Linked DNA regions of Mus musculus: regions 2, 3, 4 and 5 are each linked to region 1. A link is a contact called in public Hi-C and HiChIP or PLAC-seq data. All regions are on one chromosome and are shown on one strand. Each heading gives the region's core, a stretch centred on a gene start, on an enhancer-like site or on the middle of the called end of the contact. The rest is flanking DNA. Distances are from core to core; before and after follow the strand shown. Region 1 holds the start of Arfgef2 (ADP-ribosylation factor guanine nucleotide-exchange factor 2 (brefeldin A-inhibited)). Region 2 overlaps Prex1 (phosphatidylinositol-3,4,5-trisphosphate-dependent Rac exchange factor 1). Region 3 overlaps Prex1 (phosphatidylinositol-3,4,5-trisphosphate-dependent Rac exchange factor 1). Region 4 overlaps Prex1 (phosphatidylinositol-3,4,5-trisphosphate-dependent Rac exchange factor 1). Region 5 overlaps Stau1 (staufen double-stranded RNA binding protein 1).

Region 1 (5,920 bases), core at 2,173-4,672:
AGGCGTGCACTACCATACCCAGTTATTATTGATATTGCTTTTATTATTATTATTGTTAATTTTTTAATCCCACCAAGTTGCCCAAGCTAGCAACTCATTTGAACTTACTCTCCTCATTGGATTCTGAGTAGCTGGCATCAGAGAGGTACCCTTTACACACTCTGATGTATAATTTTAAACTACTAGGTATTCAGATCATTTGCCATATAGCAATAGATAATATACACATAAATGCATTGCAAGTAAGAAAGCGAACAGGCTGAAGGGAAGGCCATCAGTGACTGCCCCACCTGGGGATCCGTCCCATTTACAGTCACCAAACCCAGACACTACTGCGGATGCCAACAAGCGCTTGCTGACAGGAGCCTGATGTAGCTGTCTCCTGAGAGGCTCTGCTAGTGCCCGACAGATACAGAAGTGGATGCTTACAGTCATCCATTGGACTGAGCACACGGTCTCCAATGATGGAGCTAGAGAAAGGACACAAGGAGCTGAAGGGGTTTGCAGCCCCATAAGAGGTACAACAATATGAAGCAACCACTACCCCCAGAGCTCCCAGGGACTAAACCACCAACCAAAGAGTACACATGGTGGAACTCATGACTCCAGCTGCATATGTAGCAGAGGATGGCCTTGTGGGATACCAATGAGAGGAAAAGCCCTTGGTCCTGTGAAGGCTCAATGCCCAAGTGTAGGGGAATGCCAGGACGGAAGTGGGAGTGGGTGGGTTAGTGAGCTGGTGGAGGGGGGATGGAATAGGGTTTTCACGGGGAAAATGAGAAAGGGGGTAAATTTGCAATGTAAATAAACATCTAATTTTTAAAAATCGAACAGGATGCCATGGAAACAGGTGGTGATGGAGGGCCTTCAGAAAGGGTGCTAGAGAGGCCCCTCTTTTGTAACATTGAGCTGAAAACTACATGGCAGGCAGGGCCAGTGGCGCTTACAGCTTACAATCTCAGTGGGTAGGACATACCATTTTGTAACCAAAGGCCTCCAGTAACTATTTTGAAAAGAAACTCATGATAATAACATCTTCTATTCTCATAGTTTTAATCAATGATAATGACCTTAAAAAGATGAGCCAAGCCAGGTAGTAGTGGCACATGCCTTTGATCCCAGCGCTTGGAAGGCAGAGGTAGGCGGATCTCTCGAGGCCAGCCTGGTCTACAGAGTGAGTTCCAGGACAGCCAGGGCTACACAGAGAAACCCTGCCTCAAAAAACAAAAAAACAAAACAACAACAACAAAAAAAGGCCACAAGAAAGCAGTGTGTAAGTTACTAATTTTAATTCAGTGGACAAACAGGCACAATTACACCTGCTGCGGCTGCAGCCCTACCAGCCTTGTGTGGTATCTGTTCTGAGGCCCAGCTGTAGTTCTGAGTCACATTGTAATCAGTGGAATTTACAAACTTGAAGTGTTCCACCTGCCTCTGGACTGGACCCTCCCCCCCACCCCAGTCCAGGGGCAGAGCCCCACAAACTGAAAATACAAAAGGTCCACAAATGCTATTATAAATATTAGCTATTAGCTAGGGGACACAGTGACAATGGATATTTGAGTTGAGCATTTGAACATGGTGGCATGGGACATTCCCAAAATTTCCATGAGGAAGAACTGTCTGCTTCTTGTGAGACAAAGTATCAAGGCTGCCCTGTGGGAAAAAAGCAAGGGGTGGTGTGGGAAGCATCAGTACTGTCAAGACAAGGCCCTGTCTTCCACTCAGGTACCGGCCATGCCACACTGGCCACCTGGCTCAGTTTCTTCTCCGGTTTTGTCCTCCGTACTGGAGGCTGATGAAAACAGACCAGGAAAAGGGGAGTTGTTGGTAGCATTGGCACAGACTGGCACTTAGAAAGCAGATGTTCAGGTGTGGTGGCTTCCTCCTACAATCCCAGCTCAGGAGGGTGATAAGTTATTTCCCTGCCGGTGAATTGAGCCAATTCAAGAGAGGTAAGATTATATTAAATGTAGGTTTCCTGGGAAGCTGCGAAGCTGCTCTCAGTTGAGTTCACTGGTCCTGAGGAAGGAGGCAAGGCAAGTCGCCATGGGAAGAGAGGAAGAGTGCTTGCAGAGAGAGAGAGAAAGAGAGAGAGAGAGAGAGAGAGAGAGAGAGAGAGAAGCCAAAATGTCTGGAAGAGCCTCTGCCTCTGAGTGAAAAGGAAGGAGAAGGGCAGCCCAACCCTTGTGCTGGAAAGTTCAGGGTTGGGAGCAGGGGATGCCAGGTAGGGACTGAGGGATGCTGGGAGAACCTGGAGGCCAGGTCAGCTTTGGTATGTAAAATATGCAACTCAGTCCCTCATCCCAGAGAGGACATTGAGTTCAAGGTCAAGGACAGCCGGCGATACACATCAGGATTGTATCAAAACAACAACAACAAACAAAACAAACAAGTAAAACTCTAGCGACAGAAGGATTACTTCTTACAAACTGGCCCGCCAGGAGCTCTCTCTCCTGTGGCAGCAGGACTGTGTCCAGGGCTGGTGTGGTTTGCTGTCAGAGATACAAATCTGGAAGAGATAGACACCGTGAATATACCTTCCAGCCTACCCTTCTTTCCCCTCCCCTCCTCTCTCTTCTCTCTTCCCTTCTGGCTTCATCCTCAGTCCTGGTTCTTAACTTCCCTGAGCCTCCTTTCCATCCCTGATTTCTCTGCCCTTCCTGGATCCGGCATCTGACCTTCCCTACTCTCTGTCACCTCTCTCATTCCATTCACTTCCTTTTGCCCATCTCTCTTCTCTCGACTATTATTACTCTCACTAATTCTTTTTTTTAAAGATTTATTTATTTATTTATTTATTTATTTATTTATTATGTGTACACTGTAGCTGTCTTCAGACACTCCAGAAGAAGGCATCAGATTTCATTACGGGTGGTTGTGAGCCACCATGTGGTTGCTGGGATTTGAACTCAGGACCTTTGGAAGAGCAGTCGGTGCTCTTAAACACTGAGCTATCTCACCAGCCCTCACTAATTCTTTTTACGATTTTTTTCTTTCCCCTTTACTCCCTCTTTCGCTTTTCTCAGCATATCTAGCGCATGCTCTTAGTCTCTTCCTACCTCCGATCACTTGCATCTTTCCTTCAGGGCTGCCCATGTCTATAGGCTTTGACCTGCATTTTCTTCCCCTTCATAGTCATTGACCATCACTCCCCTACCTGGCCCGGTTATACTACTTAGACACGCCCGGACCAGCACCACTCGCGTAGGCCCCGCCCCAACCGAACAGACCACGCCCCACCACAGGTCTACTGCCCCGCCCACCCGCCCCACCCACAGAACTCCACCCCACTCTGGCTCCGCCTCCCGGCCGGCCCCCCACCCTTGGGGTCACAGGGTCGACCGACGCTCAGCAGACGCAGCGACACCGCCAGTCACGTGGTCACGTGACGCGCTGCAACTTGGCGGCGCCGTGGGGCCGGGGCGTCTCTTCCTGACAGGGCGGCGCGCACGGACGCGGCCGGTGCCGGCCGGGTCGCCGGGCCCTCAGCCTCGCTCTCCTGCTCGCTCGCACCGCCGGCTCGCGGGGTCGCCGGCCCCCGCAGGCCGGGGCCATGCAGGAAAGCCAGACCAAGAGCATGTTCGTGTCCCGGGCCCTGGAGAAGATCCTAGCTGACAAGGAGGTGAAGCGGCCCCAGCACTCCCAGCTGCGTAGGGCCTGCCAGGTGGCGCTCGGTGAGTGAGCCACCCCGGCCTGGCCCGCGCCGGCTTCCCCACGCCGGCCGTTACCCTCCGGGCCTGCTGCCCTCCACTCCTCCCAGCCCGAATCCCACCCTCCCGTCCTCTTCCGCTCGCTGTCCCCGTGGGAGCTGGTGTTGGGGCGGCCGAGACTGGCCCAAGGTCACCTAGCAAGTTGGTGACAGCCACGGCTGGTTTTCCAGCTTCCCTGCCTGGGGCCCTTGCCACGACTCCTTGTCCCGTTTCCTGGTTCCTCCCCTCACCATCTCCAAGTCCTCTGAAGCAGTAGCTCTCGATCTTAAGTTTTTCCTTCAGCGCCACTATGCTGGTTGGGGGCTCTCCCACGGGAGCGATCAGAGCAGGTCAGAGAGCTGCCCGGTTGGTGCCGAGGAACCCCGGAGGCTTGTTTGGGAAATGTCTCACTGGAGAACATTGGGGTTCCCAGGGCGCTTCGCCTGGAAGGGATGTAAGATGATCTATATTTCAGGCATTGGACAGCGTGTACGACTTCTACTCATTTTAGGGCGGGTCCCTAAAATAAAGGTTCTGTAGAGCAAAGATACTTGTCTGATTGCTTCAATGCGGTGTCCTGTGCATTTATGACAGTGCTTCGCACACAGTAGTTGCTCAGTAAATATTTGCTGGTTGAATGGATCCATGGATTGTGGAAAGACAGAAGTCTCTAGCTCCTAACTAGGTAAAAGCTCGGTAGTTGACACCAACATCAGTCTCCTATCTTTAGTTACTTCTCGAGAGCCTGTGTAGCAGGTACTGAGGAGATGTCTATGAAGGAGAAATGGAATCCTTTGTCCCTGTGGATCTTCTTAGGTTCTGATAGAGCAGACAAAACAGTACTAATAAGTACTGCTGTCAGAAAAAAGACTTAAGTGATACAGAGGACCTGAGGTCTGCTTTAGGTTGGATGGTCAGGAAAGTAGTCTTGTCTGAAAGTGTGACATTTGAGCCCAGGTCTGAAAGGTAAGAAATGTCGACTGTGTGGAGGTTCAAGAGGAAAAAAGTTGTGGACGGAGAGCGTCAGGACATTTGACCAGAGCTGTCTCCCTGTGAATTCATCGCCCTGTGCAATCCATGGGATTTGGTTAAAAGGCCTGTTGTCCTAAAAGGTTGAGTAAACAGAAGGGCTGAGTTTCTGTTAGTCACTCTTCTCCATGGGTGCAGGAGAACGTCCACTTGAGACCTTGGAATGGATTTGTGAGCTTTGCACTTCCCGGTGAATAAGATTCAGGCCTCAAATATGTGGGAAGCATTTGAGAGTCCCTAAGGGTCAGAAACTGTTGTTGATCTTGGGGGTTGCTTGAGGCCTGTGTAATCCTGAGCAGCTAATCTTGTGAAATTCAGGGTCTGTGGAAGGGATTTACTGAGACCTAAATGTTAAAGCTTTTCTGTTTTGAAAACCAGGGCCAAGAGTTGGGTTTTGTTCTATCAGGAATGTAGGGTAAGCATTGGAAAAGCAGCTGTGAGGGAGGCATGAGCCTCAGGCTGAACCCTCCTAGACTCCATTCTTGCCATAGGGCTTCACGTTTTAACTTCTTAATTTATTTTTATTTTATTTTATTTTTTGGTTTTTGTTTTTCGAAACAGGGTTTCTCTGTGTAATCCTGGCTGTCCTGGAACTCACTCTGTAGACCAGGCTGGCCTTGAACTCAGAAATCCACCTGCCTCTGCTTCCCAAGTGCTGGGATTAAAGCCATGTGCCACCACTGCCGGGCTGGCTGTCTTTGATTGCTCTCCACTTATGCAAGACAGTGTCTTTCCCTGAACTAAAGCTCACCAATTCTGCTAGCTAGCTAGCCAGCTTGCTCAAGAACCCCCTGTCTCAGCCTCCCAAGAACTTGCGCTATAGGGAGCCACCACACACGAGTGGCTTATTTGTATTTAAAAATGGGTTCTGGGGAGCCGAACGCTGGTCCTCACACTTCCACTGTGAGCACTTTACCCACTGAGCTACCCTTCCAGCCCCATACATTCCTCTTCTTAAATGAGGTTACTGAGACCCAAGAAAAGGCCTTGAGATACAGGATAAGGGGGGCACAGGTACTCTGCAGTATTTTAACTGTTCAGAAATAAAGTCTTTTCACCTAACTAAGCACATAGCTCCTATCTTAAATGATAGCTCCTTTAAGCCAGCCCTGGGTGTGAACTCCCTAACCACTGATAACAAGCCATCCCTCCAATTTCACATAACCTAGAGTGAAGTTACCTCCTGTCAGGGCCATTTC
Region 2 (5,920 bases), core at 2,404-4,903, 230 kb before region 1:
AGAAAACACTGGCCCTTTTAACCAGGGAGTCCTTGTCTTCCATTGTACACAGAAGGGGGGGGGGGCCCACAAAGAATTCAGGAAGAAACTGTCTTGGCTGTGTGTGAATAAAACTTTATTTATATATAAGGGGTGAGCCAGAGTTGGAGGCCCAGTCTTGACAGAATAAGCATTCATGAAGAACAGGACTGCTTCCCGGGTCCCAGGGCAGTGCAGGGCCCACAGAAAGTCTCCATGAGCAAGTGGAATTAGCAGCTAATCAGACAGACGGGGACAGACAAAGGACAACAACTAAGTTGTAAATTGTGTGCCTAGTAAATGAATGGAAGCTTCGTTTTCCAATTCGCAAATGGTCAGAACAGACCTGAGAAGAGAGTGCCCCTCTCCATGGAAACCCAGGCCCATGGTCTCTCCCTCTTGGTATTGCAGGGAAAGCAATGAGACAGGACTTGAGAGAGGCTGTGTCTGGGAGCCTGGTCTAGGGATCTGGTAAAGGTGAGACTGTGGGTGTGTTGGCGGGTGCGGTCAGGGTGTGGCTGCAGGCAGGGCTGTAGGTAGCTGTAGTAGGAGTGTCAGACCTTAGCTGTTTTCCTGGGTCTAGCTGTTTTCCCTCTGGACAGCATTCTGTCCACTGCCCTCTGCACCTCTCTCTGGAAGTTCTCCTCAGAGCAGGATCCAGGGCTAGGAGTCCAAAGATCCCAGAAGCAACCCTCCCTGCTCAGTCCTTCTTTGCACAGGGAGGAATGGGCCAAAGAGACTTGAGTTCATCTGTCTGTGTAATCTGGTACAGGCTGTGTGGGCCTCAGCATACTCAGCTGTACAATGGGTCAGCAGCGGCCTCCATGCACACTGCTGTATGTGCTCCAGAGAGTGTCAGGCTTGCCCGTGGCTCTGAATGATGTGTCCACTCCCTGTAGGTTGCCACCCCCACCCCAGAGCCCTCATCCCGCCCTTACCCCCAGCCCACGGTAGCTACCTGAGCTTTCTATAGTACTGCTGCACCTTCTCCAGGGACTGTGCGTTGATCTCCTGCTGCAGCTCTTCTGCTGCCTGGTTTCCAGGGGGCGGGGGCCCTTCCACGCTCTCCAGTGCTGTGAGGGAAGGCACAGGAGGGTAGGTGCTGGGCCCTAGGGCGCTCAGTGGTCTTGCCTCTGCCCCTTTCCCTGCCAGGTCCCTCAGCCTGGCTGCTCACCTTTTGTGAAGAGCACCGTGTGCAGCCTGAGGCTGGCCCCACCCTCTAGGCGAGAGGGCAGCCTGGAGAAGTGGAAGCCATCGAGGTAGAAGACTACCTTCAGTGCCTGCCTACTGCCCTCGATGTGGTAGAAGACATTGGTGTCTGTGGAGGCAAAGCAGGGTGGCTCACTAAAGAGGCCAGAGTGGCACTCCAGAGGGAAAACCTTATACTTCCAGCCCTCCTGACCCACAGGGGTAGCCTCAGACTCTCCTCTTGTCTTCCCAGCCTCCAGGTGGCATGCTGGAATTTCTATGTTTGACATCTGAGGCTTCCCTGCCCTAATATCGCAGAGGGGCAGCGTCAAGCCCCTCCCCCTCCCCTCCCCTCCGTGCTTAGCTTTGAACCGCCCTATACAGCCTCCAGACTTGCCTGTGATGACCTCCCCTTTCACTGGCACCCACAGCCTCTGGCTCCCCACTGCTTTAGTCTTGGCCCTAACACTGTCCCTGCCCTGAGAGCTGGCCGTAGTGTCTTCAACCTCCCCGACCTTGTCCTGTGACTCTCTTGCCTGACAGCTCAGAGCAAAAGCTGTTTAAAAAAAAAAAAAAAAAAAAAAAAGCCAGGCTCTGTAGCTTATCAGCATCCATAAGGAAGAATTGTGGCCGACAAACATGACTCAGAGCCCACACCTTTTACCAGGCAGGCATCACTAATCAATCACTGCTTCCCCCTGAACCTTCACACAGGTAGCTGCTGTCAGCTGAAGACTTTGCCAAGTAATTTGTTGTAACAGCCAGAGAAGTAGCTGATACACCCCCCTCCTTTTTCTATGTGCTCCCCAAAGACTGACTCTGAGTCTCGGGTTGGGCCGTGAGGCTTGAAGCACTGGAGACTGGTCCACTTGGGCTGCTGGCCTGGCAGCGGAGGAGAGCCAGCGTGGCTCTGAGCAGCTCGACTCGGGGCAGGAAGGGAGGGCTTACTCACTGGCCACAGAATTCTCATCCAGCTGCTTAAAGGAGAAGGTGACATTGTCCAGCTCCGACAGCGTCACCCAGATGTCCTCCAGCATGGTCCGTTCCTCCTTCTGCGGGAAGAGGCGGTGGTAAGGGAGACTCAGATGCCACCCTGTCCTGGGCTGCCCTGGAGATGCCATGCTTTGCACCTACGGGGCTGGGAGGCCTGTGGGTGTCTTGGGTGTGGCTCTACAGGTGACATCATGGTTCATCCCACCACCTGCCCTGTACCCCATAGGGGTCAGAAGTCACTTCTGCTCTGCCTTGCTGTGTGGCCCCAGTAAAGCCACACCCGGTACCATCCAAAATGCAGCCAACTCCATGAGCATCTGCACTTCCTCTCTTAAGCCCCCTAGACCTGCTCTGTATCCCTTTCTCAAGGCCGTCCGCTCCTGGTCGTCTTACCCCATCCAGCAGCTACGACTGCCTGGACACAGTCTGCCTCCGTCCAGCCTCCCGGCCAACACCCAACTCTAGTTGCAGCTGTTCTCACCAGGACACCTCAGAGGGTTCTTTCTCCATTTAGTCCCCTAACCGCCTCTCTCCAAGGTTACACGCTTTCTTTTAAAACTTAGCCCAGATCACAGGAGTCCCCTGCCCTTCAGCTTCCGAGTCACTTTCTGCCTGCAGACCATCCCACTAACCTTGCTTTCCCTGCCTGTCCCCACTGGCCACACGGGCCTCTGCCCAGGGCCTCTGCCCGTGCTGTCCCTCTGCATACTTTTCCTCAGACCTTCCTATTGGCTGACAGATATCATAAATCAAAAGTCACCACCCAGAAAGTCTGGCTACTCCCCCCAGAGAGACTCCAAGGCCTTTGGGCTGTCTCCCCTGTCAGTCTACTTCTCTAGGAAATAAGCTGTAGACCCAGTGGCCAGCTCGGTGCTGGTGACATCAGTGAATGAGCTGGATCTGGTATTCCATCCTTAGAGGTTAGAGGGCTGCTGTGGAGTGGGGCCAGAGGCAGATCTCTGAAGACCGGCAGCAGTGCTCACCAGTGGCCAGCAGGGGGCGATCTAGGGCTGTGCTGCCCGTGGGCGGCCTGAGATAGCCTCTGGAACCACACATAATGGAACTGCTACTGGGTAACGAGCCAGCCCTCCTGCCCTCTACACTTGCACTAGATGCAAGTAATATTCTCTCCCCTCCCTGGATTCCTCAGCTGCCAGCCCAGACTGCCACGAGACACCCGCTTGCGGCTCAGAACCATGGGTCTTTTCTGTCTGTCTCTCTTCCCCAGGACACCACAGAGCACAGGGACTTTTGTTCATCCACGAACTCCAAAACCTAAAAGCAAATGCTCAGCAAATCACTGCCACATGAACCCCTGGGTAACTGGGAGCAGAGAGTAGCCACAGCACTCTCTCCCGTGCTGCCAATGACCTCAGCCGCTTACCACGGAGGCTGGTGCCAGCAGAGACTGCCAGTGCAGCAGGACACCTGTAGCCGCCACCTGCTCCAGCCACTTGCGGCTGGCATCTCTGCTGCTCTCTTCATACTCGCCGTTGTTGTTGTAGCGGTAGTCAAGGGCGGCCAGCAGCTGCTCCGAGAAAGTGCACACGGCGGCCACCAGAGCCTGACAGAAGACAGCATCCCTGCGCAGCTGCAGCTCCGTGTCTGTGGGGGGGGGGGGGGGGGCGCTCTGGGTAAGTGGTGCTGTGCGGACTGGCAGCATCTCCACCCTCAACACCCGAACCCTGGACCTGCCATGCCCACGGGGGCCTGTGGAGAACTCTGAAGGGGCAAATAGGTTGCCAAAAGCCAGTTGCAGAAAAATAAATTCTTCAAAAGAAGACAGATCTGCCCCAAGTCTCACTCTCCCACTGCCCAAGTGCCTGCTTCTTGGAGAATCGAATGTGTGGCTCTTCCCGAGGCGGACATACGCCCAAACCCTGCCCCACTGCCCTACAGTGAATCACGGGACCTCTCAGCCTTGGCCACACGAATCCTAGCAGTACTAAGCTGCATATTCAAGATGGGTCCCAGGAACACTTCCCCCTGCCTCACCTCCCCCAAGTCCTGCCCCAACTGGTCAAGCCAGGCAGTTGGTAATCTGTATAAAGAGTAGGCACATCCACACATGCACATATGCATACTCAAGTCTACATGTGCACATGCATGTGTGTGCATGGACACACATACTACACGCACACGCACACACATGAAGGTATCCTGCAGTTACATCCTCTATTATTTCCAGGCTCCGCTCTACTAGCTCAGAGCCCATGTTCCTCACCCTCCGTCTTCCACCAGTCCCCCTGCCAACACCCACCAGGCCTAACAGGTAGCACTAAACAGGGCTCATGTTCCCCAGGACCTGAGTCTAGTCCTCTGCCTGGCCCCAGAGGAAAAGGTGAGAAGTTCTCGGCGAGACTGGGAGAAAAGGCTGCCTCCCCAGTGCAGATGCTGAGGGCCCCATTGAGATGCTGTTGGCCAGCAGAGGGACATCACCCCAGCCTGTGGCCACAGCACCCACTGTGTCTCCCAGGGACCCCTTCACAGCCCCATTCCTACCTGTGCACTTGAGCAGAGCCAGAAGCAGCTGGTTCTTTCCATCTGAAAGGAGGGAGGAGAGAGGAGGAGGGGTGAGCAGAGATGGCAGAAGCGGGGCAAGCCAGTGCCTACAGCACCCGGGCTCTGGCCCCTCACAGATGCTTGAGCTGTGCTCAATGCATGCTGGGTAAGTTCCAGAGCCCCTGAACATCAGAGATGGAGCCCCTACCACCAGTGTTCCTGTATCCTCATCAGAGAGCTGTGTTGGGGGTAACCTCTTGCACATTGTGTAAAGGTGTGACTCTGTATATTGAACGGTTAATTCTGTACCCACAGAGAGCTATAGGTTTCCTATTTTGTAAATATTCACCTTCCTCGCTTGCTGATTGACTTAATAAAAAAACTGACAGCCAGTAGCTGGGCAGGAAAGGGAAGGCAGAACTTCAGCGAGAGGGAAGGTCTCTGGGAGAAAGAGACTTGAGAGATTCACCCCCGGGACATGGAGAGGAACAGAGGTGCCAGGGCCAAGAGAGAGGGACATAGTGCTAGACTAGTCAGGATAATTTACATGAGGTAGCTGATAGTCTGCCCTGCTATACTCCTAAGCTGTAATAAATATTCACAAATCTCTGTGCCATTTAACCACTGGCGGGTACGAGAAGTCCCGCTATACAGCTGAAAGCAGAAAAGAAGGGATTCTTGGTGGCAGTCAGGTCCCAGACTCATGTTAGTGACCTACTTCTGTTTAGGAACCAGGTGGCTTGGCCTGAGACAGTCACGCCTCTGTAACTCCTCCCTCCTCCAGCCCCCGGCCCCAGGGGCCTGACTCAGGTGCCCAAAGGCTCAAATAGGTAAACGACATATGTCGGGTAGACATGAGTACCTCATGTCCTCACACAAGTGTGGCCACAGGGCAGCTGGCCACTAAGGAATCAGGACTTTCTCATATCACTGACAACTCAGACAAGTGGCTCCAATCTGTGACAATCAATGACAAGTGGATGGGATCCAGTTTTAGAAGCAGAGATGGAAGGAAGCCAGAATTCAACCTCCTGACTACAAGAAGCCTCAGTAGAAATGGCCCCATTTCCATGGGTCCTCTAGCCCAGGGCCTCAGCAGGTCAGGACATTCACTAGGAAATGGCTTCACTGCTCTGTCCCCGCCCCCCAGACATGAAGACAGGGCCACATAGCTAGGCCCGTTCCAGGCAACACCACAGTCTATACCCACGGACCTTCC
Region 3 (5,920 bases), core at 1,558-4,057, 210 kb before region 1:
TGTAAAAGGGCCTTTCACACTCAGCTCAGCTCAGTGCTCCTAAGCAGTCTAAGGGGCCTCCAAGATGGCAGGCAGCCTCCCACCTTCCGCTCAGTGCTCACCAGGGCCTCCTCCCTGTGGTTGCGGAAAGCCTGGAAGTGCTCGAGAACCTCCAGGGCGCCATCATTCGCCACGCTGGTGCCGTTGACTTTCAGGATGCATTGGCCCGCGCAGAGCCCGGCAGCCACAGCCTCAGAGCCTGAGGAACAGGAACACTTGAGGCCAGAGCCAGGCAGAGGAGCCAGGGTCCAGCTGCCCCTGCCAATGGCTGCATCCAGAGCGTGCCTCCTCTCAGCTGCCAACCAGAGAGCTGCCGCTGATACAGCAGAGGCAGCCGGCCCAATGTGGTATCTCAGACCCCTATCTTTTGGAGCCCTGCATGCCCGCACAGCGACGGACTGAAGCCAGGACGCAGAGAGAGACCAAAGCTACCCTTAGGGCAAAGGCTCAGAAAATCCAGGACACAATATAGCTGCCTAGCACGGTCCATCCCTGCCAGTCCTACCACAGGTCCCAAGCAGTGGGTCGTGAGCATCTCTAGGCTAACGGACAACTCTAGAAATGAAAACAAATGGCCAGCTGACTCCAGCCTAAGATGCACAGGCCTCGAGGACCTTGGCCCATGCAGGTCCCAGTCTCAGGGGCCTCCAACTACCTCTCTGCCCTGCGTCTACAACACAACACTTCACCTCTCTGGGCCTTAATATTCTCATCTGTGAAGTTGGTAAACAGCACATCTCTTCAAAGGACTCTGGAGAGACTCTAGAAGCTTGGGCGTGGGGAATGGCTGTCCTTACTAAGTGCTCAGTAGATGTTAGTCACTTTCTCAGTTCTAGCTGGACTGCCTAAGGCTCTAGCCAAGGTCTCACACAGCTGGACCATGGCCTTGATGCCACTGGGAAGCTATAGTCGCTTGCACTGGGCATGCGGCTCTCCACGCCCACGATGTGGCCCCAAGAGGCTCTGCACACCAGACTCCCGCTCACCTCTGCCCACAGCAAAGACACACGGCGGGGCTGTTCCTCGAATCTGGAAGGACAGGGCCTCTGGGTGGTCAGGGACTTTGATGGTCCTGGCAGGCACAGGGGCAGAGACAGGCCATGAGAAAAAGGAGTGTGGGTCCTCAAGGAGTCCCTTCCCGCCAACACCCTGGGCTTCTTGGAAATCAGCCATGAGAGGAGCAATGATCAACATGGTCAGTCAACCAGGTCCCCAAAGAACCAAAGGCTGTCACCCAAGCAGACAGGGGCTGAGACAGTGGCGGATACCAAGGGGAGGCACAGCTTGGGGGCTGTGGGTGCCAAGGGAAGGTACCAGCCGCAGGGATTGGCAGATATCATTCATTTTGAGCTGCTAGGCAGCTTCTGTCCCCAGCACACAGCATGATCCCTCCTTCCATGTCTACCGGGCAAGCAGAGCCACCCTGAGAGCCTGTCCTCAAAGATTAAACCCTGGTGACTTCCGTCTCCGGCATCGAGTAGCTAAGCCTTTCCTGTCACCTTTTCCTTGAATCTCCTGTCCTTACAGAAACAGAGTCTAAACCAGCGGTTCTCAACCTTGCTAATGCTGGGGGGCCCTTTAATACAGTTCCTTATGAAGCCAGGCGTGATGGTGCACGCCTTTAATCCCAGCACTTGGGAGGCAGAGAGAGGCAGGTGGATTTCTGAGTTCGAGGCCAGCCTGGTCTACAAAGTGAGTTCCAGGACAGCCAGGGCTACACAGAGAAACACTGTCTCAAAAAAAAAAAAAAAAAAAAAAAAAAAATGCAGTTCCTTATGTTCTCGTGACCCCACCAACCATAAAATTATTTTCATAGCTACTTCCTAACTGTAATTTTCCTACTGTTAGGGATCCTAACGTGAATATCTGTGTTTTCAAATGGTCTTAGGCAACCTCTGTGAAAGGATCAGCCAACATTTGCCTCAAGTGCCTGGGAAGCAGGGAACCAAATAATTAACCAATATAAGTACATTTGTGCTGGAGAGATGGCTCAGTGGTTAAGAGCACTGACTGCCCTTCCAGCGGTCCTGCGTTCAATTCCCAGTAACCACACAGTAGTTCACAACCATCTGTAATGGGATCCAATGCCCTCTTCTGGCATGCAGGTATACATGCAGACAGAGTACATATACATAAATAAATAAATAATAAGTAAAATAAAAGTATGCCCACCGCACCTCTGTCCAGATGTGGCCCACCCTGACCCTGCAAGCCAGGCAGCCATAGAAGGCACCTGCTTCCACCTGCAGCCCCAGGGAAGCCTTCCTCTCCAGCGGTCATCCATGGGGACTTGCTCATGTCTCCTCTCTCCAACTCTGCTCTACCCCCTCACTGCCTCCTCCGACCTGCCACCAACAGTGCAACCTCGGGGGCTTTGCAGTGAGTGCTTCATCTTTCTAGAACCCTCGTCCTCCAGAAGTCGTCTCCTAGAGCCATCGCTCCATCCCCAGTGACATCTCTCTGGCCACTGTCTCTCTGCATACACTGGCTTCCTTCTCTAATCTCAGGTATCTGCTGATAACTGCCAACTCGGCACACGCCTCACACCTGCCCAGTGTATATCTGGCCCCGCCCCCTGACTTCGCAAGAATCCATGGAAGGTAGGAACTGTATCCACCTTGACGGGACGGTGTTCCCAAAACTGAGCTGGTCATGCACTTGGGACATCAAATTAGACTAACAAAGGTGGCAGCCCCATGCTGGAGGGCCAGGCCCAGGGAGACCTGCTGAGTCAGCCTGAGGCTCGCACTCACTCTTTGGCCTTGGTGGCCACCAGGAGGCGGAGCGGGCGGCGGGAGCAGAAGAACTGGTTGAGGATGGTCTCCACCTCAGAGAAGGGACGCAGGAACACCAGGTCCTCGTTGATGGAGTAAATCTTCCTCCCAGCCTGCAGGCCAGCCATCTGGAGGGACAAGCACAGGTGTCACTGGCCTCCTCCCTCTTCACCGAGGAAGCTGGAATGTTCTAGAAGCACCAGGAAGCTGGGCTCTGAGCTGTAAATGAAAGCCCAAGGAGGCAAGGGTGGGTGGCAGTTCCCTTGGGAAGAAATGGCCAGCGCCAGCCTGTGTTGTGACGGCACAGAGGTCAGTGTGGTGGCCACTTTGTAACCATGGGAATGTGAACAAGACTGTGGAAGGAGATGCCATAAACTGGGGTTTGGGAGACAGAAGAAACCCTGCAGGGAGCCAGCCATCTGCTTTCCCTGCACGTCTCCAAGAGCCCAGCAGGTGGCGCTAGTGGAACGTGCCAGGAAGGCAGTCTCATTCCCAGCTACCCTGCATCTCAGAGACACGGGGTCACCCCCAGCTCAGGTACCACCCCACCTGAGTGGCCACCGGTGGGTCTCACCTCAGCCAGCGAGCCCCTCTGCACAGACTTCACTACCACAGCCTTGTTCTTCTCCTCAAGGTCGAAGCCATAGTCGTCCTCCTGTGGCGGGATCTGAAAGCCCAAGATGCACTTATGGCAACCAGACGGGAGCGACGACAACACCCTTCTCCCCAAGAACTAGGATCCTGCGGGGGCGGGGGGTGTGTGTGGCAAGTCTACAAGGCCCCTGAGCTGCCCCACTTTTACTGCTGACTGAAGGAAACAGTCTACAGTGTGACTGGGAATGTACTCAGGCTAAAGTAAAAGAAGAGAGCGGGTGGGCAAAGAGCTCTAGGCAGCAGGTACAGGGGGTGGGAAGGCCCAGAGGCAGCCCCAGGGAGAGAGACTAGCCTGGCTCAGACAGTGAGGAAAGCGTTACCCAGGGGACAAAGCTGGAGAGGCAGGAAGAGCTCAGGACAGACGCTGACTCTTATCCAGGTGTGGTGGGTTACACTGGAGGGCTTTAGAGCACCAGAGGGAACTGCCGTCCCCAGGATTACCACAGACCAGAGAGGTTAGAGTGGCTATGGACAGACCTCTTCCGGACAACTCGCCACAAGCCCAGCCTAAGAAGTCAGGCTAGGTGGGCTGGGATGCCAACCTTGCTGACCTGGTTAGTAAATGTCCCAACTGCAGACACTCAAGGCTCCTGGATGCGAGCAGGACACAAACTCCTGAGAGCTATCTATAGTGCTGGAGGAGGTGACTCAGGAGGCACAGTGAAGCAATGGCTGTGGGCTAGATGAAAGGGTAGGAACTCCTGCAGCCCCAGCGTTTCATGAGGAATATAGTCCTGGCTAGCACAGTGACTTGGCTTTTCTGTCCCAAGACTCATGCTCAGAGCTGCATGCCCTGCTCTGGCCACTGTCTGAAGCTGCCCAGCTCCCAGGCCACAGGAGAGGCAGGGAAGAGAGGCAGAACAGCCCTACTGTGAGCCTCCTACCAGCAGTCGCTTTGCCAGGATGTTCTCCACCAGCTTGAAGTCATTGCGAAGCTGTTTGTTCTTGCTGCTGGTCCCCTCCATCTCCTCATCAGCATGGAAGCGGAAGTACTGGGACTCATCCTTGAATTCGCTCTTCTCCAGAACTGCAAGCCGCAGACACACAGTCGTGGTCAGATGGCAGCGGTTCGGCGCCTTGGCCAACCGGCAGCCACAGGCTAGAAGCAGCTCCCGGACAAGCGTGGCTTGGTCGAGAGAGCATTGTAAGGGAGCAGAATTGCAAGCCAGTGTTAACATGTGTGAACTCCACACAACGGCCTTGGCTCTCTGACTCCTTTAAAAACCTGACATGGCTTGGTGGGTTCAGTGCCTGCCATACAAGCAGTAAGGCCTGCGTTTGGATCCACAGTGCCGATATAAATGCCCTGTGAAGCACATGCCTCTAACCCCAGTGCTGGGGAGACAGAGACCAGCACATCTTCAGAGCTTGCTGGCCAGCAATTGACCCAGTTGGGAGGGCTCTGGGTTCAGATAGAGATCCTGTCTCAAAAACCACAGTGGAAAGTGGCTGAGGAAGGTACCCAGTGTCCCCCTCTGGCCTCCACATGAAGGGTGAGTCCAGCCACATGTTACACGCACACGCGCACACACAACAAGAAATCTTTAAAAACAAAAAAGAAGCTGGGCGTGGTGGCACACGCCTTTAATCCCAGCACTTGGGAGGCAGAGGCAGGTGGATTTCTGAGTTTGAGGCCAGCCTGGTCTACAGAGTGAGTTCCAGGACTGCCAGGGTTACACAAAGAAACCCTGTCTCTCCAAAAAAAAACAAAAAAACAAAAACAAAAAAACAGAAACAGAAACAGAAAAACCAAGAAAGAAAAAGCAAAGGAAGGAAGGAAAGAGAGAAGGTCCATCAAAGCAAAGAGTTAGCCTGTGAGGGCCTGCGTGCAAGAAGAGAGCCAGTCCAGATTCCTCCAGACCCCACTATGCTCATGGGGGGCCATTCTTCCTCCTGCAGGGGAACTACCTGTGTGTGAGTGGGCAACCCCTCTCCCGCTCTGGAACAAACAGGCACGCAAATTGCTACTTCCCTCAGAGCAGGGCGTGCCAGGCTCCGAGCATCCCGCTAATTTAGCCTCTGCTGTAAACATGGGGTTAGGAGGCTCCAGAGCTGGAGGAAGAGTCACCGTGCTGTCTCTGAGCAATGATGTCCAAGGAGACACAGAGGGACACTCTCCAGTCACTGGCCAGCCAGGTGAGGCCCCACCTCCCCCTTCCAGCCAAGGCTGCTAGCTCAGCTTTGAGAGGTGCACACAGACTGAAGTTCAAACCCCTCCAGCTGATACTTTAACCCTTTGCACTCTGGTTTTCCCTTCTAGAAGAAGACAAAAAGATGGTTCCAGGGCTGCAGTGGCAAGCTTCCTCTGTTTCCCTGTCTGCTAAGTCCCTCCCAGAAGACACTCGGGACCCAGACGTGGCAGAAGGTGCTGTCCCCTCCTCCACTCTGTGCTGACACTGCCCTTTGCCACAGCCACTCCCCAATGTTTGGTCCTTTCCTATTTTAGCAGATAT
Region 4 (5,920 bases), core at 1,604-4,103, 170 kb before region 1:
CAGCCTATGGTCAAATCTCCACAATCCTCAGAGGAGGGCCAGGCCCCCAAGGAAGCCACCCCCAGGCTCTAGAGACATGATGCTCCAGAGACAACGGGAAAACTGCAGATACTTGGGACTCTCCTTGGACAGCTGCAGCAGGAAAAACAGGAAAACAGGAAACAAGAGTGACTTACCCCCAAAATCACCAAGTAAACCATCCTAGAGAGAGATGGGGAGAAACAGCAGCAGGGGATGGACAGAAGACAGGACAGGACAGCACCCAGCTACTAAGGAGGCTAAGGAAGAAGGAGGGTGGAGAGTTCAAGGCCAACCTGGGCAACTTTACTGGGACCTTTCTCAAAATAAAAGGGGGTGAGCTGCAGCTCAGTGACCAGGTTACCTAGGATACAGTTACCTAGGATACAGCAGGCTCTGGGTCCTGTCCCCAGGAAAGGCAGAGAATCAGAGAGAGACATATACAGACAGATGGACAGAGTTCACATCAGTATACACAATAACAGAAGCAACTGAGCTAGGATAATGCTATCATGTCAGACTGTAGGCATGGCCTTTCTGGTGCTTCTTGAAGTTTCTTAAGCTGAAGGACAAAGACAGCTCAACTGTAAGAGGGTGAAACATGGACCAAACTAAGTGTGTGGCTAATCAGGGTTGAAGCAGACCTGTGTCAATCAAGATAGCTTGTGTTCACTGAAGGATCTCAGAGTTCCTTCCACTCCTTCTTTATCCAGCCACTTACAGTAACTATAACGCACTACCAACACAAGGACACTGAGGCACAGAGCTTCGGTTGCGTCTCAAAGAGGAAATAAAAATCCCACAACAGCATCAGAGAATCCTCCCCTGGCATGCCTGTGGCACGCTTGGGTGTCAGCACAAGCCTCCCCGACTCCACTGTCCAATCCAGGCACACACAGGTGCCAGTGCAAGTCCCCCGTCCCCCAAAACTGTTCAATCTATGCAGAGAATCAGGATGGTAAGCACCATCCCCACTGAGGAAGCAAACACAGCCGACTAAAAGAAGTCACAAGGCTAAAAGAAGGCAAAAGCAGAATGAAGCCCTGGAAGGGGTGATCTGGGCACACTCCCATCGAAGGCACTGTATGAGAACACAGGGGGATACTTTCAGGGTAGGAGGGCCAGGGGCTGAGGCAGAGGCTGGGGTGAAAGCAAGGAAACCTGATGGAACTGGAAACAGCCTCGGGCAAGGCAGAGGGCAGGCTTAGCAAGCAGCCAGCCCTGGGCAGGCTCCATGGGGAAGTCAACAGGACTTCTTCACCAACTGAAATGGAGGGAGAGCAAGTTGGGGGACATAGATAACACAAGGCTTGGCCTGAGAGACCACCAGCATGAAGTGTTGATTCCTGGAATGGAGACAGAAGGTAGGATAGGAGGGGAGCCATTCTTGGGAAGATGAGAGCCAGCATGCAGGGAGACCGGGGTGGGGGTGGGTTGTTAAGAGCTGTGGATGATCATAGCAGTGTTGCTCCTAAATGTCCACCAGTCAATGAATGAACAGTAAGGTACAGCCCAGCTCACAGGGGAATACTACTCAGTCATGAAAAGGGATAGAAAGTATAAACCCAGGCCACAAGTGACAAAAGCCAGACACACAGGGATAAGACCCATGACACCAAGATCCTTATAGATCCATCAGTGGGAGACTCAGAAGGCTCAGGCTGGAGTCTGTTACTCCAGCTGTGGATCCAAGGCTATGTCAGCAGCCAGGTCAGGACAGAGCCACAGCAAGGGTCGGGTACCATCGGCAGACAATCAAAAGGTCCAGTGTCAGGCTGGGTTCCCATTAGGGACCAGCTTGCTACATATCAAGGCGTCGTCACCCCAACTCTGAATCATCTCCCTGGAAACATTGACGGAAAACTCAATAAAGCTTGAAAATGCCAACTGTCTATCCTGAGCCCGGGCTGAAGAGCCAAAATAGAACGTTCCGGCTATTCTTAGGCAGTGTTCAAGTTCAGCTTTGGGGGCTGTTCCCAAAAGGCTTTCACTCTTGCCTACTCTTCTCCCACCCCAGGCTCCCCAACCCTGCAGCCTGTACCACCGGGAGTTCAGCGGGAACAAGGGGCCTCACAAAACGGAGGACATCTGCGGGTACATGTTTGCCATCTGAGGGGACGGGCTGGGGTTGGAGTCAGCTGCTGCGCTCGCAGGGTCATCTTTTAGAAAGCCCTGGAAACTGTGAGCAAAGCAGGCCTCCCAGGAGGGTGTAAAGGGCCCTCAGCCCTGCTGCTTGCTGATGCAAATGTTCCAGTGGCAGGAGCCAAGGCGGGGGACACTGAGCAGTTGTCTGTCAGGGAGTGTGCATGTCTCCACAGGAATCTCGGGCCCTGCTGGCTGGTCCCCAGCAGTCCCCAAGCTCCCGATACATGCAGAAGAGAGAGCAGCAGTGTGCACAGCTGTCAAGAGGGCAAGGCCAGACCTCCACCACTTCCTGTGGGTGCTTCCTGCAGAAGCAGCCAGCGGTTTGCCCCAGCTGCCTCCATCTTCCTGGGGCAAGAGCCCTATGGGACTAAACCCCAGGCTCTAGAGAAAAAGGAACAGGCCCCAGGTCCACCAAGCTCTGAAGCCACACAGGTCTTCCCACCTGGGTTACTGATATGTATCAATAAACCTGCTTCATTGCAAGCTCCTGTGACCCCGGACTTGGTCAGGACCCAGAAACCAAAGGGTTAGCAGTTCGGCTCAGCTCTGGGGCTGCAAATAAGGGTTCTTTCTCAAGGGTCAGATGATCAAGGTTTATAACCCAGAAAACCGGACACACCACTGAGCCATGAAGCCTCTCAGGCCTCGTTTAGGGAACTGACGAGCCCTACAAACTTCACCCCCAAGCATGGGGGCAGCTGAGCTCCCGGGCCTGCTGCTTCTTACCCCTGATTTCAGAGCCAGGGATAAGACTCTAGAATGGGACTGAGCAGCAGCAGCAGCAGCTCATGTGCTCTGGCACAGCCATTTATGTCCCTTCTCTGTGTCCCTAAGGCCTCGCCCACCCTCCTGACTACACTGCAGGGGTGTGCCCTCACTGCATAACAAACTGAGAAGCACCATGGTTACAAGCTCTGCACTACAAAGGAGAAACTGAGGCATAAGGAGTGGCATGACTGACTCAAGAGCTGGCACTAATAAACTGCACAGCTGCAACTCTCGCTCACACAGGCAGCCGTGGACTACCAAGCCCAGCCCTAAGGCAGGACCACTGAGGGGTGGGCAGCCATGGACTACCAAGCCCAGCACCAACACAGGACCATCGAGGTGCTCGACAGGGCCAGAGAGTGGGCAGCCAGGCTTGCCATCAGCAGCACATCCTCCTGCTCGCTTTGGTTTGCCTTAGGGGTGGGAGGTTGAGGGTTTTTTTTTCCCCTCTGTTTCAAAGCTTTGCAAAAGCACAAGTTCTCAGCTCATGAGTTACAAGAGCAAACTACTTGCTGGATCTGGCCCTGGTCTCCCCAATCTCTCTCTAAACCCCACAACCTGTGTCTTTCTGAGAACTAAGGACTAGTGTGAATGCAAAACAAAAGGGTAGGGGACAGACCAAGGGGCACCACCTCCAAGGGACAGCTCAGGCTCCATGGCCAGATCCGCCTGCAGCTTCAGAGCCCAGTCTGTCCACTGCCCGGGCCCTCACTGAAGTCACAGGAGGATGCAGCTGAGCTTCCTGGGGAGTCCCTCAGAGGTCCAAGCGGCCATGGCCGGAGGAAACACAGGGAGAGCTGAGCCCCACTCCCACAGCTTCATGTGTTAGCACAGCACGCTGCGTGGGCTGGAGAGACGGCTCAGTCCTGCTGTGGAAGAAAAAGGGTCCGACCTCAGGATGCAAGCTGGGACCTCTGCACTCACACAAAGGCCAGGTGTGGTGACACACGCTTGTAAGCACTGTGCTGGGGAAACAGAGACAGGAAGGCAGGCTCCTGGAGCTCCACAGCCAGGCAGGCTAAGGTCCAGGTCCCACTAAGGCGCTCTATCTCAAAGACAGATAGATGGCTCTGAAGAATACATACACCCAAGATTGGCCTCCGGTGTCCACACACACAGAAGAACCATGACCCCAGCAGTGCTGACAGCTCCAGGATGCTGTCAGCTCAGATGCTCAGGGTCATTCACCTTGAGATTTCCCTCAGCACCATCCTTACCCTCCCTGCAGTTCATGGAACAAAGACAGAAGTAGCCCCTGCGAGCAGGTTCAAGAACGAGGCATGGGCAGTCAGTTAGATTAGCCTGCCGGCAGGAAGCCCCACAAGCCAGCCATCAGACAGGCGTCGGGACAGAGTCAGGGTTGGCACTAGCCAACAGCCACCATTCGTAAAGTCTGGGAAAACAGAACCAAGCAGCAGATGGGGACAGGGCCATCCACGCAGCCTGGGACCTGCCTGCCTGTCGGTTCTGAAGCTGAGGATGAAGCTGTCAAGGGTCAGAGCTGCCCTGGACCGCTCGGGCAAGACCAGGCCAAGGTGGCTAGCAGGGAAGGTGACAGCAGGTGCATGGGTGGCTTTCCTAGTCATCCCATGCCCCGCCAGCAGAGCCCAGGTTTTGGTGCCAGCCTGTCTGTCCCTCCTTGGGGCTGTGGCATATGGGTTTCAGTAACTGGCTTAAGGCTCAAGTCTGAGTAAAAAGTAATAGGTTCAGGGGCAGAGCACCTGACCCAGATCTCAGCCAATCAGAACACAGTCCTGCTCTGCACACTGCTATTGGACTAGAGCAGAATGTGGGTCCCATCTTAGCCAATCAGAGCATAGCACTACCCAGTGGCTAATGACCAAGGGAAAAGCAATGGTCTAAGGAGGTTGGAAGAAGATCAGAGGGCTAAGCCAAAGTTTCCCATGATTGGCTAACGTCAAACCACATGACTCAAATCCAAACCATTTGGAATACACCATTCCCTCAGCCCCAGATGGCTGGCCACAGCCGGAGTGACTCTCGGGCTGTCCGTCAGAACTCCAAGAGAGAAACTCACTGTCTTCTGCTGACTTTAAACTTGACAGGGTGTGAGTCCAGATGCCTACAGCCATCTGCTGCCTCGCTAGAGATGAAGTTGGTTGTGGAAGCCCAGAGAACAGCAGAGAAAGAGGCAGAAGCTGGGCACGCCTGGCCTAGGGCCAGCTCTGCCACCAGACACCACGGATCCTAAAAGCTAACAGCTTCTCTTATCAGTGGCAGGCCGGCAGAGCCCGCCATTTTTGCCTGGGGACAGGTCCACGGGAGTCTCACCTTGAGCAGGAGCGGGTACTTGCAGATTCTCTGGATCGGGGACAGCAGGTAGCCTTCCAGAGGAATGTCAGTGGTCTTCCGGCCCCCCAGAAGCATGCAGCTCTACAAAGGACATGAGAGACCATCATTAATAGACTTGAAGAACAACACGGGAGTGTGGGAACTCTCAGGACATAGTGCTCAGGAGCAGCTATGCGACCCTAGGAGAGGGGCAAATTCTGAAACTCTGCAGAAACCTTTATGGTGCCGCATGCTGGGGCCTGGGGCCTGATCTCACCCATGCCATAGCCGGTGTTAACACGGAGTCACCCCACACACAGTGCCTCAGCAGTTAAGGTGGACCATAGAACTGCAGATCCAAAGACTTTGACAATGAAGATTTTACAGACAATTTCACCATTCTGGTCGGAGAAATCTCTCTCTCTCTCTCACACACACACACACAGAGAGAGAGAGAGAGAGAGAGAAGAGAGAGAGACAGAGACACAGAGAGAAACAGAAACAGAGAGACAGAGAGAGCAAACAGTCAAACAACCTTATTTAGGCTGACCAAACCTGAGAAGCCCTGAATAACCTTCGGTAGAGAAGGAAAGCATTTTTGCTTAAATTGGTTTGTAGCCATACATCAGCACCCCAGACATCAGGGAACATGGGAGAACCAGGGTCACATACAGCAACACAGATAAACCCCCAAACC
Region 5 (5,920 bases), core at 1,118-3,617, 170 kb after region 1:
TAAAACATTGTTAAAAGGCAGAACTTTGATACAATGACCACCCCAAATGGTATTTCCTGTTCATTTCTCTCTGAAACAGAAAGGGTTAGATCACAGCAGCAACCACTTCTCTTTCTCATGACTTCTAAATGGTCTTGCAACTGAGGCCTGTCTACCCCACATCCAAACAGACCTCCCTCTCTGGGATATACAGGTATATATGGCAATTTGCTTCCTAAAGGTAAATGGTCCCACCACCACCTCTGGAATGCTTGTCAGGTGGGACAGCCAGTTGAGGAGCAGAGCCTAACGAGGAGCACTAGAGCTCACCCTTCCCTGCAGCTGCACTGGAGGAGGTAATGTAGGGCCTTGAGCAGGTCTGACTGCAGATATGGAGAGAAGAAGAACTGAGAGCAGAAACCAGTTCTTGTTCAGTATCTGGCTCCAGAGAGAGCAGCAGACGCAACCGGAACTCACACTTCAATGTGGGACACGGCTACTCAACAAAAATGAACAACTTACAGATAAACAGCTTTCAGTGTAGCTAAGTCAGTGCTACAAAATCTAAAGATCTACCTAAAAGTAGTGAGAGAAAGGAAAAAAGCTAAACTGTAGAGGGGGTAAAGTGACTGCTGAGTGCAGTCAATTCTGGCACTCTCTCAGGTAACAAAGCCACATGTGCAACATGTATTACACTGTCAGTTACAAGGCTTAGGGCTCCTTCGTAGGTTTGCCATGTCCTGGCCTGCAGATCCTTCAGTGACTTAATGACTTACAATATCCATGCGATATGTGTTCATTTTGCACAGAGAACTGGCAATATGTCATGCTTATTAACATTTATAGGACATGGTAATGGCCTCTGGCCTCGAGTCTGTGAGAAGCTGAAAGCAACCTGGAGAGTGACACCAGGAACTGCTGCTGTTAAAGGCAGCAGACTGAGGAGACAAACTTTCCCCTCACTTGACTGACAGGAGGGATTTCTCACTGTTGCTGGTTCTTTCTCCTAATTAGAACAAAGCAGGGATCTGTTTGAGTAAGGTTTATTAGGAGCTTCATCTAATTACAGACTCTAAGCCAGAAAACCACTGCATCAACCACATTCTCGAGTGACTTGAATAGACCCTGTCCTGCCCTGGGACCATGTCAGTGCCAGTGGTGGGCACAGGAGCCCAGCACGCTGCAGAGAGGCAAGCTGCTGGGAACGACAACACGGCTCTCACACAAGATTCCTGCTTAGCTTTGTTTGGTTTTTGTGCTTTCTTAGGATAGAGTTTCTCTGTGTAGCCCTGGCTGTCCTGGAACTCACTCTGTAGACCAGGCTGGCCTCACTCGACTCAGGAATCCGCCCGCCTCTGCTTCCCAAGTGCTGGGATTAAAAGTATATGTCACCACTGCCAGCTTCTTATTTTTTAACTTAGAAGAAACTACAAAGCCAAATTTCTTTTTTAAGTCAAAAGTGGGGGGCAGGGTGGACTGGAGGGGCTCAGCAGTCACCAGACTCCTGGTTTGTGCTGAGGACCTGGATTCTATTCCCAGTGCCCACATGGCAGCTCAAAACCACTGCAACCACAGGTCCAGGAGATCCAGCACCCTCTTCTGGCCTCCACAGACACCAGGCATGCATGGGGTGTATATAAGCAAGATACACTCATCACATAAAACAATTTAAAAATAAAAATCAGATGTGGTGGCTCAGAGGCGGATAATCTCTGTGAGATTCAGGCCAGCTGGTCCACACAACTGGCCTAGGACCAGACAACCAAAGCTACAGAAACCCTATACCCAAAACAGCAGCAACGGCAACAAAAATCAAAAGGTGGGGGTCTGGAGAGTTGGCTCAGTGACTAACAGCACTTGCTTCTCTTCCATACGAATGGGTTTGTTGCCCAGCACCCACATGGAGCTCACAGCCATGTGTAACTCCAGTTCCATGGGATCTAGTGTCTAATTCTGACTTCCAAGGGCACTGCACACACATGGCACACAAACATACATACAGGCGAGACTCACAGTAGAACAATTCTATACAAATTCACGGCCATCTATCAAAAAGCAGAGGAAGTTTTAAGGAGGTTAAAAGTACTTTGAATAAAACAGTATCAATGAAGGCTAGAAATGACAGTGTTTATGGAAACAGGCAACCAGGCAGGCCTCCAGCATGTACTGGCAAATTAACCGTTCCCAGGCAGGGTAACCCTCATTGCCTTTTACCATCAGGCCTCTCCCATGGACAAACCAGAGCAAGCAAGTTACTTGAAAAGTCTGACATATTTTCTCTCAAAGAGATACAAAGTCCCAAAGAAGCACCACAGTGAGTGGCTCAAATGACCTCACTCTCGCCCCAGTCCCCATTGTGGCAGGTTGTGCCATCTTGTTTGCTTTGGGGCAAAAACAGAGGCTACCATCCTCAATGCAGAGCTCTCAGCAGACAAGCTGCCAGTGTGGACACAAAAGTCTGCAAGGGTGCCGAAGTCAGCTGAGCCTTGTTCCCTTTTTTTTCTTCAGCTACCAATTGAGAAAGATGTCCCTCTCTCCCTGGCTCCCTCCTCCCATTCTTACTAAAGTTTGTCTGGAGTGGTTTACTCACTGACAAGAACAAGTCAGTTTATTCCTCCTAACTTCCAACTGCAGCCATCGGTCACAAGCAGAAAAGGAGCTAAAACAAAGTCCATGCTAACAGGGTCACAGCGGCAGAGCCTAAGGCAGAATGAGTACCTAAAATTAGAGAGGGTGGGGCCCAAAAGGATCCTTTCTGGCTCCTGCTCTGTAAAGCAGACCCACTAACATTTCTAGCTCCGGTCATAAATATGTGAGGACTTTAGAGGCTCACAGTAAAACAGGCTTTCATTGAGCCTACCCACAAAATTCTAGTCTCAAATAGCTCAAAGACTGGTTGAAATAAGCAGCTAAAATGTGAAAGTAGGGAGAGAGACTTGGAGGAGACCAGGAGCAGGGGGCAGCAATTGGGATGTAAAATGAAAAAGTAAATTAATGGAAAAAACAAAAACTGACCAAAAAGTGTAGGGGCTGGGAAGGTGGCGTAGTGAGCAGTGCTTGCAAACATCAACACCCGAATCTGATCCCCAGCACCCACAAAAAAAGAAAAAAAGAAAAGAGAAGAAAAATAAGAAAATCAAGGGCAGTGGCGGTTTATAATCCCAGGCAGGAGGAACCCTGGGGTTTGCTGACCAGACTGTCTAGCCAAACCAGCAACCTCCAGGTTCAAAAAGAGAGCCTGTCTCAAAAAATAAGGTACACTGTAAGAGGAAGACACCAATTATCAAACTCTGCCTGTCCACCACTGCCCCTCAGTGACACAGGATGTGTGTGGGGGACATAACAAGACTATTTGAGAAGCTTTAAATTCTCACATGAGCAACACTAAAATTTACCAGGCAAGAGGCCAGGGATGAAATAAAGATGCACTTGCTGAGCATAACAGAGCACTCTAGATGTAGTCCTAGGCCCAGCAAAAAATAAAATAAATTTTTAAATAATAAAAGACACCAAGCAGTACTGATTCGCCAGTTTTTCTTTATCACTTGCTAACATAACCCTAGATGTCATGTTAGGAGAGAATGGGAGGCAGTGAGAACAGTTTCCTTCCTCCAGGACCATCTGCCAGTGTGGGGTTATTTCCAGTTGCCACATGTGGGCAATGCAGGGGGCCTTATATATCTAGAAAACAGAGGAACCAGGGCCACCGGAACAAACATCACAGTTGTAAATGTGGAAAAGCACCATGTACTCAGTCGCTCAGAGAGGAAAGCTCTCCACTATTGGCATGTCAGGTTCAAAGCAGCCCTAGGGACCATGAAATTCCAACTGCTACTTCTGAGTATGACTACAGCTAAGAATCTTCCAGACAAAACGCCTCCTTTCAGGATTGCTTCTTACCACAGATGTGAAGGCCTCATGAGAAATCAAACTGTGTGTCACTCAAAAAATAGAGTGCGATGGCTGAAAGCTTGAACACAGGAATCCTCAGGCCTCACTGGACCCCTCTGCATGTTAGGGTCGACATCTCCTCTGTCCTCTAGCACACGCTACTTTAGAGTCCAGTTCAAGGGAATAAATATGCTGGCCTTCCTCTCAGGCTGCCATTTACTGACATAGAAGCACAACAACAGAGAGAAATGAGATGGGGAGCAAGGGACGACTAAAAACACCTAGGCATCAGCTTGCTGACACAAGTCTCTTTATAAAAACTGCCAGGTGTAGTGGACACTCCTTTACCCTGAGCACTGGGCTGGCAGAGGCAGGAGGATCTCTCTTCAGGCCATTCTGGTCTAGACATGATAAGGTTCTGGGTCAGCCAGGGCAACATAGAGACTCTGTCTCAAAAAACAAAAATAAATAAATAAAGTCTCAAGCAGCCTTACTGAGCAAAAAAAAAAAAAAATGACACATGCCCATACTTTCAGGGTGTGGTGGTGCACGCCTTTAATCCCAGCACTTGGGAGGCAGAGGCAGGCGGATTTCTGAGTTCCAGGACAGCCATGACTACACAGAGAAACCCTGTCTCGAAGAAGAAAAAAAAAAAAAGAAAAGAAAAAAAAAGAAAAAAAAATTTTAATTACACATGATTTGCTACTAAGTGGCTAAGTGTAAATGTGTTCCTCACTCAGCAGTAAACCCAAAAATCCTGGTGACACTGAGGACTCCTGAACAATTCAATACACAAGGAGACAGAGTCCTCAGGCAGCCAGAATTATCTGGCTTTCTTACTGACAAATTCAATTTCAAAGTCTTACCAGTATACAACTTAAGGACTTTGTCTTGGTTTGGCAGGTTGGTTGTTTGCGTTTATTTTTTTGTTTTTTGTTTTTTGAGACAGGGTTTATCTGTGTAGCTCTGGCTGTCCTGGAGCTTGTTCTGTAGACCAGGCTGGCCTACAATTCACAGAAGTCAGCCTGCCTCTGCTTCCTGAGTGTTGGGATAAAGGTTTTCACCACCACACCAGGCTCTTGTTTTGTTTGTTAAAACAAAGACTCACTATATAGTCAAGGCTTGTCTTGTAATGATCCTGCCTTCATGATCAGATAAGCACTTATAAATAAATAGCAGAGTGTGTGTGTGTGTACACGCGTGCATGTGTGCACATGGGCTCCAGGCATACATATACAACAGCATGTATGTTGGGGTCAGGGGATTAACTTGCAAGAATGGGTTCTCTCTTTCTATCATGGGATTCAGGAACTGAAATCAGGTCACCAGGCTTGCCCAGTAAGCACTTTTTTTTTTAAGATTTATTTATTATTATATCTAAGAACACTGTAGCTGTCTTCAGATGCACTGGGAGAGGGCACCAGATCTCATTTTGGGTGGTTGTGAGCCACCATGTGGTTGCTGGGATTTGAACTCAGGACCTTCAGAAGAGCAGTTGGTGCTCTTAACCACTGAGCCATCTCTCCAGCCTCCAGCAAGCACTTTTAACCACTGAGCCATCTTGCTCACCCATGAGAAGACTTCTAATTAATTTTTCACTAATTAACATAAGATAATATAGTATCTGTTTCTGTATAATCAACATATCACTGCCCTTTGTAGAAGTGATCTCAATTCTACAGAAATGTTTTATTTTATTTTTAATTATATGTGTGTATATGTCTACATGTGAATATGTGCACCTGAGTGCTGGTGATCACAAAAGCCAAAAAGGGCATCAGATCCCCTAGAGCTGGAACTGTGGGTGATGGTGAGCTACCAGCCTTGCTGAGAACTAAATTTAGGTCCTCTGGAAGCACAGGAAAAGCTCTTAACCACTATGCCATATTTCTAGCCCAAGACCATTTTCTGAGACTCTTTTTTCTAGTTGCAATTCAGTTTTCTGAGAGTAAAACTCACCTCTCACTGTTGCTTGCTTCCCCCTCCCCTCCCAGGAAACAATCCTTGGACTTCAACATAATTCACACACCTGTAGTAAGGAAAGCCATGC

What was found. A called contact is a pair of places that touch in the nucleus more often than the background predicts. HiChIP or PLAC-seq counts read pairs in DNA pulled down with a chosen protein or histone mark.
Region 2: a contact with region 1 is called in an H3K4me3 HiChIP or PLAC-seq map of bone marrow-derived macrophages, with 5 times the contacts expected there. The contact joins the enhancer-like site here to the promoter of Arfgef2 in region 1. A contact is called at or near these places in 8 of 39 promoter capture datasets (the HPC-7 cell line, HPC-7-derived erythroid cells, cranial neural crest and 5 more), 1 of 15 datasets of contacts at CTCF or cohesin (the NIH/3T3 cell line), 1 of 484 Hi-C or Micro-C datasets (bone marrow-derived macrophages), 32 of 115 datasets of contacts at active chromatin or transcription factors (the 230-238 cell line, the SCID.adh cell line, SST interneurons and 21 more) and 3 of 9 other capture datasets (adipose tissue, liver and pancreatic islet).
Region 3: an H3K4me3 HiChIP or PLAC-seq map of bone marrow-derived macrophages shows a contact between it and region 1, with 6 times the contacts expected there. The contact joins the enhancer-like site here to the promoter of Arfgef2 in region 1. A contact is called at or near these places in 21 of 39 promoter capture datasets (the 3T3-L1 cell line, the C10 cell line, the HPC-7 cell line and 16 more), 2 of 15 datasets of contacts at CTCF or cohesin (the NIH/3T3 cell line and embryonic stem cells), 5 of 484 Hi-C or Micro-C datasets (CD8 T cells, the G1E-ER4 cell line, bone marrow-derived macrophages and 2 more), 40 of 115 datasets of contacts at active chromatin or transcription factors (the 230-238 cell line, the HPC-7 cell line, the SCID.adh cell line and 29 more) and 4 of 9 other capture datasets (adipose tissue, liver, macrophages and 1 more).
Region 4: an H3K4me3 HiChIP or PLAC-seq map of bone marrow-derived macrophages shows a contact between it and region 1, with 5 times the contacts expected there. The contact joins the enhancer-like site here to the promoter of Arfgef2 in region 1. A contact is called at or near these places in 5 of 39 promoter capture datasets (the C10 cell line, Sertoli cells, cancer-associated fibroblasts and 2 more), 1 of 15 datasets of contacts at CTCF or cohesin (CD8 T cells), 4 of 484 Hi-C or Micro-C datasets (B cells, bone marrow-derived macrophages, muscle stem cells and 1 more), 21 of 115 datasets of contacts at active chromatin or transcription factors (the 230-238 cell line, CD8 T cells, the SCID.adh cell line and 13 more) and 3 of 9 other capture datasets (adipose tissue, liver and pancreatic islet).
Region 5: a Hi-C map of granulocyte-monocyte progenitors shows a contact between it and region 1, with 3 times the contacts expected there. The contact joins the enhancer-like site here to the promoter of Arfgef2 in region 1. A contact is called at or near these places in 2 of 39 promoter capture datasets (macrophages and maxillary cranial neural crest), 1 of 484 Hi-C or Micro-C datasets (granulocyte-monocyte progenitors), 4 of 115 datasets of contacts at active chromatin or transcription factors (the SCID.adh cell line, embryonic stem cells and memory CD8 T cells) and 3 of 9 other capture datasets (adipose tissue, liver and pancreatic islet).

Annotation. Positions count from the first base shown.
Region 1 is chr2:166,802,159-166,808,078 of GRCm38.p6, forward strand. It overlaps Arfgef2 (ADP-ribosylation factor guanine nucleotide-exchange factor 2 (brefeldin A-inhibited)), which reads left to right and starts at 3,423. Exons shown (of 39, transcript NM_001085495.2): 1 at 3,423-3,677. The coding sequence starts at 3,557.
Region 2 is chr2:166,571,963-166,577,882 of GRCm38.p6, forward strand. It overlaps Prex1 (phosphatidylinositol-3,4,5-trisphosphate-dependent Rac exchange factor 1), which reads right to left. Exons shown (of 40, transcript NM_177782.3): 30 at 5,916-5,920; 31 at 4,702-4,743; 32 at 3,584-3,804; 33 at 2,159-2,258; 34 at 1,193-1,336; 35 at 977-1,091. Among named protein-coding and RNA genes, the nearest start is that of Gm29679, 10 kb to the left of the region's middle. Within about 2 kb of position 3,654, at least 22 of the 459 cell types and tissues checked have an H3K27ac peak or open chromatin away from gene starts, as enhancers often do. A contact at or near this core is called in bone marrow-derived macrophages, embryonic basal ganglia and neural stem cells, where this site is marked.
Region 3 is chr2:166,589,409-166,595,328 of GRCm38.p6, forward strand. Prex1 (phosphatidylinositol-3,4,5-trisphosphate-dependent Rac exchange factor 1) reads right to left here. Exons shown (of 40, transcript NM_177782.3): 16 at 4,352-4,494; 17 at 3,388-3,480; 18 at 2,793-2,941; 19 at 1,026-1,111; 20 at 102-238. Among named protein-coding and RNA genes, the nearest start is that of Gm29679, 28 kb to the left of the region's middle. Within about 2 kb of position 2,808, at least 18 of the 459 cell types and tissues checked have an H3K27ac peak or open chromatin away from gene starts, as enhancers often do. A contact at or near this core is called in the G1E-ER4 cell line, bone marrow-derived macrophages, differentiating embryonic stem cells and 1 more, where this site is marked.
Region 4 is chr2:166,628,143-166,634,062 of GRCm38.p6, forward strand. Prex1 (phosphatidylinositol-3,4,5-trisphosphate-dependent Rac exchange factor 1) reads right to left here. Exons shown (of 40, transcript NM_177782.3): 5 at 5,224-5,325. Among named protein-coding and RNA genes, the nearest start is that of Gm29679, 67 kb to the left of the region's middle. Within about 2 kb of position 2,854, at least 109 of the 459 cell types and tissues checked have an H3K27ac peak or open chromatin away from gene starts, as enhancers often do. A contact at or near this core is called in the 230-238 cell line, B cells, CD8 T cells and 8 more, where this site is marked.
Region 5 is chr2:166,974,089-166,980,008 of GRCm38.p6, forward strand. The region is part of intron 1 of Stau1 (staufen double-stranded RNA binding protein 1); the gene reads right to left. Among named protein-coding and RNA genes, the nearest start is that of Stau1, 19 kb to the right of the region's middle. Within about 2 kb of position 2,368, at least 77 of the 459 cell types and tissues checked have an H3K27ac peak or open chromatin away from gene starts, as enhancers often do. A contact at or near this core is called in adipose tissue, granulocyte-monocyte progenitors, liver and 1 more, where this site is marked.